2 separate regions of the Mus musculus genome follow, and region 2 is linked to region 1. The links are chromatin contacts, called in public Hi-C maps. All regions are on one chromosome and are shown on one strand. The core of a region is the stretch at or near the end of the contact, and the rest is flanking DNA. Distances in the headings are between cores, read along the strand shown.

Region 1 (2,898 bases), core at 356-2,855:
TAATCCTAGGGTTTGGAAGGCTGAGGCAGTTGGACCTCCATGAGTTCAAGAACAGCCTGGTCTACATGGTGAACTCCAGGCCAGCCAAGGCTACGTAGTGAGACCCCGATTTTAAAAAGGATTCTTTAGATCTAGAACCACTAGAATTAGCCAAAAATGTTAGAGTTGGGACTAGCTCTGTATGTAGTTCAACATGTGCTGAGCATATGTGAAGCCTTCGGTTCAGTCAGCATTACTGACAAAATTTAAATACACATATAGGTGTCTAAATATGTAAGTGCATATCTTTCCAAATATAGCTACTGGACTGAGCATTAACTATGTAAGAATAAGCTTTACAGTATTTATAAAATTTTAACCCAATACTCCATCACTTCAAACCCATACTTGGTCTTCTAAATACCAGTGCTTACTGTCATTTATTTGAAATACTCTCCAAACTCTCACAATTGTTCAGTCTCCTGGCTGAGACCTGTGGTTATCAGCTATGTGCATAACGAATTAAGAGGGATGGAAAACACGCCATGAGAACAGTTTAACGTTCCTTCCCTCCTGGGAAGAGAAGTACACAGCAGCAGACCAAACAGCCCCAGGACAGCAGAACCAAGATAAGGTTCCCTGACCCTGGAAGTTTATTACCGCCAGTGGTGTTTTTTTTTTTTTTTTTTTTTTTTTTTTTTTTTTTTGGCTCTGCCCATTATCAAGTAGGCTGGGAATTTGGTTAAAGCCTGAACTTGGAAGTAAACAAACAGCTTCACGTGCGCTGGAAACCCAAAAGGTGATGAAATCTCTCACTAGGTTCAGAACATCCAAATAAAAAGATGAAACCGATCACTGCTCCTTCGAATACAGGCCACGGTGAAAGATCTGGGTAGGCTGTGGCATTATGGCAACCAAGGACAAACCTGCCGGGGAAGCAGAAACGTGCTTCTACCTCGAGTCAGGATGCCAGACCTGAAGGTTCGCTGAGCCTGAAGGTTCGTGATGCCCGGGCGACCTGCCCTGAGCAAGAGGCATGACTCCTCTAAACTCGGTCTTGGGAGCCCGGTGGCCACCGAGACCACCGAGGTGATCACCGTGGACACTTGTCCACGCGAGCTTTCCCGACCGCCCCCGGCGTTACCCCCCACTCACCGCACACCATCAGCAACAGGACGATCAGCAGCGTGGCCACGAACACCAGCAGGGTCAGCCCCACGTTGTGCCACATTTTGAGAGCTGGGGGGTGGGCGCGGGCTCAGCGGCGGGCGGCAGAGCGGCGGGGCGGCATGGACCGCGGGTGCCCGAGGGCAGCGCCCCCAGGGGGCGGAACTTGGCGGTGCGGGGGCGGGCCGCGACGGGACCGGCCCTCAGACCTGCCCCCGGCCGGGGCGACCGAGTCGCTGGTGGAGCGGGCCTTGGGACGCCACTACCGCCTCCTCATCGCTCCGGGGAGCCGGAGCCACGGCGAGCGGAGAGGCCGGCGACGGACGGACGCGCTGCCATGGCGGACGTCGAGGCGGGGAAAGAGTGATCTGGAGGTGGCGCGGCGAACGCCAGGCCCTGGCTGCAGCTCACTCGAGGTCCCCCTCCTCCCTCGGAGACGCCAGATGTCAACCACTCCCCGAGGCCGCTGCAGCTGCTCCTCCGCTCCCCGCCCCCTCCCCCGCGGTAGCTCATCACCAAGCACCCACTCCGCAGCGACTCAGCCGCTGCGCGAGGCCTGCTGGGTAATGTAGTGCAAAGATCGGCGAGAGCTCCAGGTCTCCGCCCAGCAACGAACTACCACTCCCAGGAGTCAACGCTGCTCCGGCTTCTCCTTGCTCTCCTTTCCCGTCCCCTGTGCCTTTGGTGTTCTTGAGCCGCCACCTCCAACTTAGAGACTGCTGATTCTTGTTCTCAAGACTGTGCGTCGGACTGTCTCCCTGCCGAGGTGCCAGTTACATTTCAGCCGTTAATTCAAATACAAAATTGGTTTTAGTGAGCAAAAGGGAAAAGAGGATGGCTGTTGCCTGAAAAACAGGTTGTACTTGAACCCAACCTATTGCTCCCGGCAAAGGTTAGTTACTTGTGAGGAAATAAGTCCCCTGACGTCAGAATCTGGAAAGCCTTCCCCCTCCCCCAGCAACAGATGTTGTGTTGTGTTTTCACAGATAGTACGCTTCAGAAGTAACTGGTGAGTGACTTAGAGACATCTGTGCTCTTAATTCACCTACCTGTTTAGCAAGTTTCGTTCTGTTGTCTCCTTTAATTCAAGCAACATCTGGCCAACAGCCAAAGGTTTTGCCACATTTGCTTGAACTAACTTCTGAAAAACAAGGTATTTATCTCAAGTCCTTTTTTTCTATTTGAAATTAAAACTCCCAGTTCTGCCACATCTGTTAACGCAAGAGGTGATCAGCCCTTTCCTCCCTGAGAAATCAAGGCTTTCGCCTTCCACTGCAACTCTGTGCTAGCCATTCCCAGATGCCCTACTGTGTAAACTGCTTTCCAGCTAAGACGCAGCATAAAAATACATCAAGGCATTACTGGCTTTGCGCAAGATTTAATATACAGTTCCTGTGGAGAGAGTTGAGCTCGATGCAATAAATTTAGAAATCAACTTATTCATTTTTAGCAGATGATCCAACTCACTTGCATAACGGAGCACGTTTGATTTACAATCTGGTTGAAAGGAATACATTTGAATAGATCTAGTTCAAAAGAAATCAGGAAGAATCCAGACCTTTTTACCTTCTCTTTCATTCACATACAACAAACACTTCTGTGTGCTCTGGACTTCTTTGAGGTGCCAAGGATAAAGCCATGGCAGGGGCTGGTGAGATGGCACTGACTGCCCTTTCCGAAGGTCCTGAGTTCAAATCCTAGCAACCACATGATGGCTCATGACCATCCGTAATGAGATCCGATGTCCTCTTC
Region 2 (2,700 bases), core at 106-2,605, 850 kb before region 1:
AAATCACCTAGCTACAGCCAGTTACTATGGTCATGTGACAGCACCATGTGGCCACTGTAGTAGCACTGGAAACAGCAGTCATCAGGAACAGTGTGGGAAACCAGAAAAGTGTGCCATACCACACCATGTCAGCTGTGCTGCACACTTTACACATTTACACACATATGTACATATTTATACAAATATGTGTAAATGTTTATGTATAGATGCACATGTAGCTTCATATATATATATACACATATACATATATACATGAACTATTATGAATGACCGATTCTTGTGAGTATATGACCTTCCAATTCTTCTTCAATGAATATAGATGAACACAGTGTCATTTCTTCTGCCATGAAGGGAGCAAGGGACATCATACTGTTCTTCCTAAAGCACAAACCCTCGGATCAAGCTAGTTTTTAGGGGCTCCTCAGGCAAATGACTGAACCAAGTATAACACTATAGAACACTTCAGACTGCCACCAACATTGACAGATAAGTAAATGAATGCCAAACAGGCACTTTTTATGCACTGCTGAGAGCTGAGAGCTATGAGAACACAAAAGTCATTAGCTTTCAAGTGCAGTTCTCTCTCCTTGGACAGGAAAAGGCAAGATGACCCATTTTCCTGGTACTAACCATTGGGGGCTCACATTTCTGCGTGAGGTTAATGAAAATGTACGCCCCTTAAATGTTACTGTTCTAGTGAGAAGCTTGATCAGAGAAAAAAATAATGTTGCCCTTAAATAGCCAACAAGTAGTGTGCTGGTATCAAGATGCTCACCCCCTGCATCTGTGCTGAGGCTGAAAGCCACGGGCCAGCACAGCGGCTTCTCTCCTACACTCCCATGCCTTCCTCATCGCAGGGGAGTTGATAGGGCCGCAAAAGGAAAGTCGTTGTTCTTCTCTCTCCATACATACACACATAACCTTCAGCTGCAGCACCCTGCTGCCTCCCTGGCTGTAGTCAAGGCAAGGTTCTCCCTTTTCTAAGCCCCTGAGAGCCTCTTCACTGTGAGCCAGTGCCTAGTGAGGGAGGGCTTGGGACTCCTCTGCTGGTCTCTCCACAGGAGACAGGCAGGCACTGTATGCTCTGTCAGCACGCAGCATGGCGAACTCACTGAACTTGGTGCTTCCCCTTCCCATGGGCCTCTTCTCCTCACTGTTCACCTCTGTCTACTGCTGCTGCTGCTCTGACCTTCCACAAACCTTACAACAGGAAACACAACTTTCCAGTGAACCAGAAACTGTCAGTAAGAATACAATTTTTTTTAAGACTCAGTACAATTTGACTAGACAGAGCACCAAACAGTCCTGTCCACACACCACAGTAGAGATCAGTAACAAGCCATGCCCCTTGTCTCTCACACTCCGTTCTGAAACACCAAGGGAAATAGGTCACTGCAGAGACTGCCTCCCTTGCCACCTCTGAGGACATGTGGACTAAAGCAGCTGCACGGAAAGTCTCCTGGTCTGCGGGGCGGGTGCTGGAGTCGGGTGGGCGGGCTCAGTGGTTGAGAGCACAGAACACTTGCAGAAGACCTGAGGTTGGTTCCTAGCACTCATGTCAGGAGGCTCACCGTCATCTGTAAATCCAGTTCGAGGGCATCTGACGGCTCTTACCCACTTGGGCATCTGCACACCTATACACATATCCACAAACCGGCATGTAAATACACATGTAGTTTAAAATGAAATCCTTAAAGCTGCAAAATATAAAGGCATTTAATCCAGCTACAGGAAATGCAGTTTTTCTAATAATGAAAACCACAATTTTTTTCAAAGATGTGGTAACGAGATCTTTACTTCACCCCTCGAGGTCAAGTTCTAAGCCCAGGTCTTAGGGCAACACTCCCAGCCACTTCAACACCAATGGCACATCACAGCACTGGCTACATCACAGCACTGGCTACATCACAGCACTGGCTACATCACAGCACTGGCTACATCACAGCACCGGCTACATCACAGCACCGGCTACATCACAGCACCGGCTACATCACAGCACCGGCTACATCACAGCACCGGCTACATCACAGCACCGGCTACATCACAGCACCGGCTGCATCACAGCACCGGCTGCATCACAGCACCGGCTGCATCACAGCACCGGCTGCATCACAGCACCGGCTGCATCACAGCACCGGCTGCATCACAGCACCGGCTGCATCACAGCACCGGCTGCATCACAGCACCGGCTGCATCACAGCACCGGCTGCATCACAGCACCGGCTGCATCACAGCACCGGCTGCATCACAGCACCGGCTGCATCACAGCACCGGCTGCATCACAGCACCGGCTGCATCACAGCACCGGCTGCATCACAGCACCGGCTGCATCACAGCACCGGCTGCATCACAGCACCGGCTGCATCACAGCACCGGCTGCATCACAGCACCGGCTGCATCACAGCACCGGCTGCATCACAGCACCGGCTGCATCACAGCACCGGCTGCATCACAGCACCGGCTGCATCACAGCACCGGCTGCATCACAGCACCGGCTGCATCACAGCACCGGCTGCATCACAGCACCGGCTGCATCACAGCACCGGCTGCATCACAGCACCGGCTGCATCACAGCACCGGCTGCATCACAGCACCGGCTGCATCACAGCACCGGCTGCATCACAGCACCGGCTGCATCACAGCACCGGCTGCATCACAGCACCGGCTACATCACAGCACTGGCTACATCACAGCACTGGG

The links. A called contact is a pair of places that touch in the nucleus more often than the background predicts.
Region 2: a contact with region 1 is called in a Hi-C map of regulatory T cells, with 7 times the contacts expected there. The contact joins the enhancer-like site here to the promoter of Smim13 in region 1. A contact is called at or near these places in 1 of 39 promoter capture datasets (cranial neural crest), 1 of 484 Hi-C or Micro-C datasets (regulatory T cells) and 3 of 115 datasets of contacts at active chromatin or transcription factors (double positive thymocytes, microglia and pancreatic cancer cells).

Annotation. Positions count from the first base shown.
Region 1 is chr13:41,248,551-41,251,448 of GRCm38.p6, reverse strand. It overlaps Smim13 (small integral membrane protein 13), which reads right to left and starts at 1,605. Exons shown (of 2, transcript NM_001135577.2): 1 at 1,135-1,605. The coding sequence starts at 1,210.
Region 2 is chr13:42,094,681-42,097,380 of GRCm38.p6, reverse strand. The region is part of intron 2 of Hivep1 (human immunodeficiency virus type I enhancer binding protein 1); the gene reads right to left. Among named protein-coding and RNA genes, the nearest start is that of Hivep1, 44 kb to the right of the region's middle. Within about 2 kb of position 1,355, at least 114 of the 459 cell types and tissues checked have an H3K27ac peak or open chromatin away from gene starts, as enhancers often do. A contact at or near this core is called in double positive thymocytes, microglia and regulatory T cells, where this site is marked.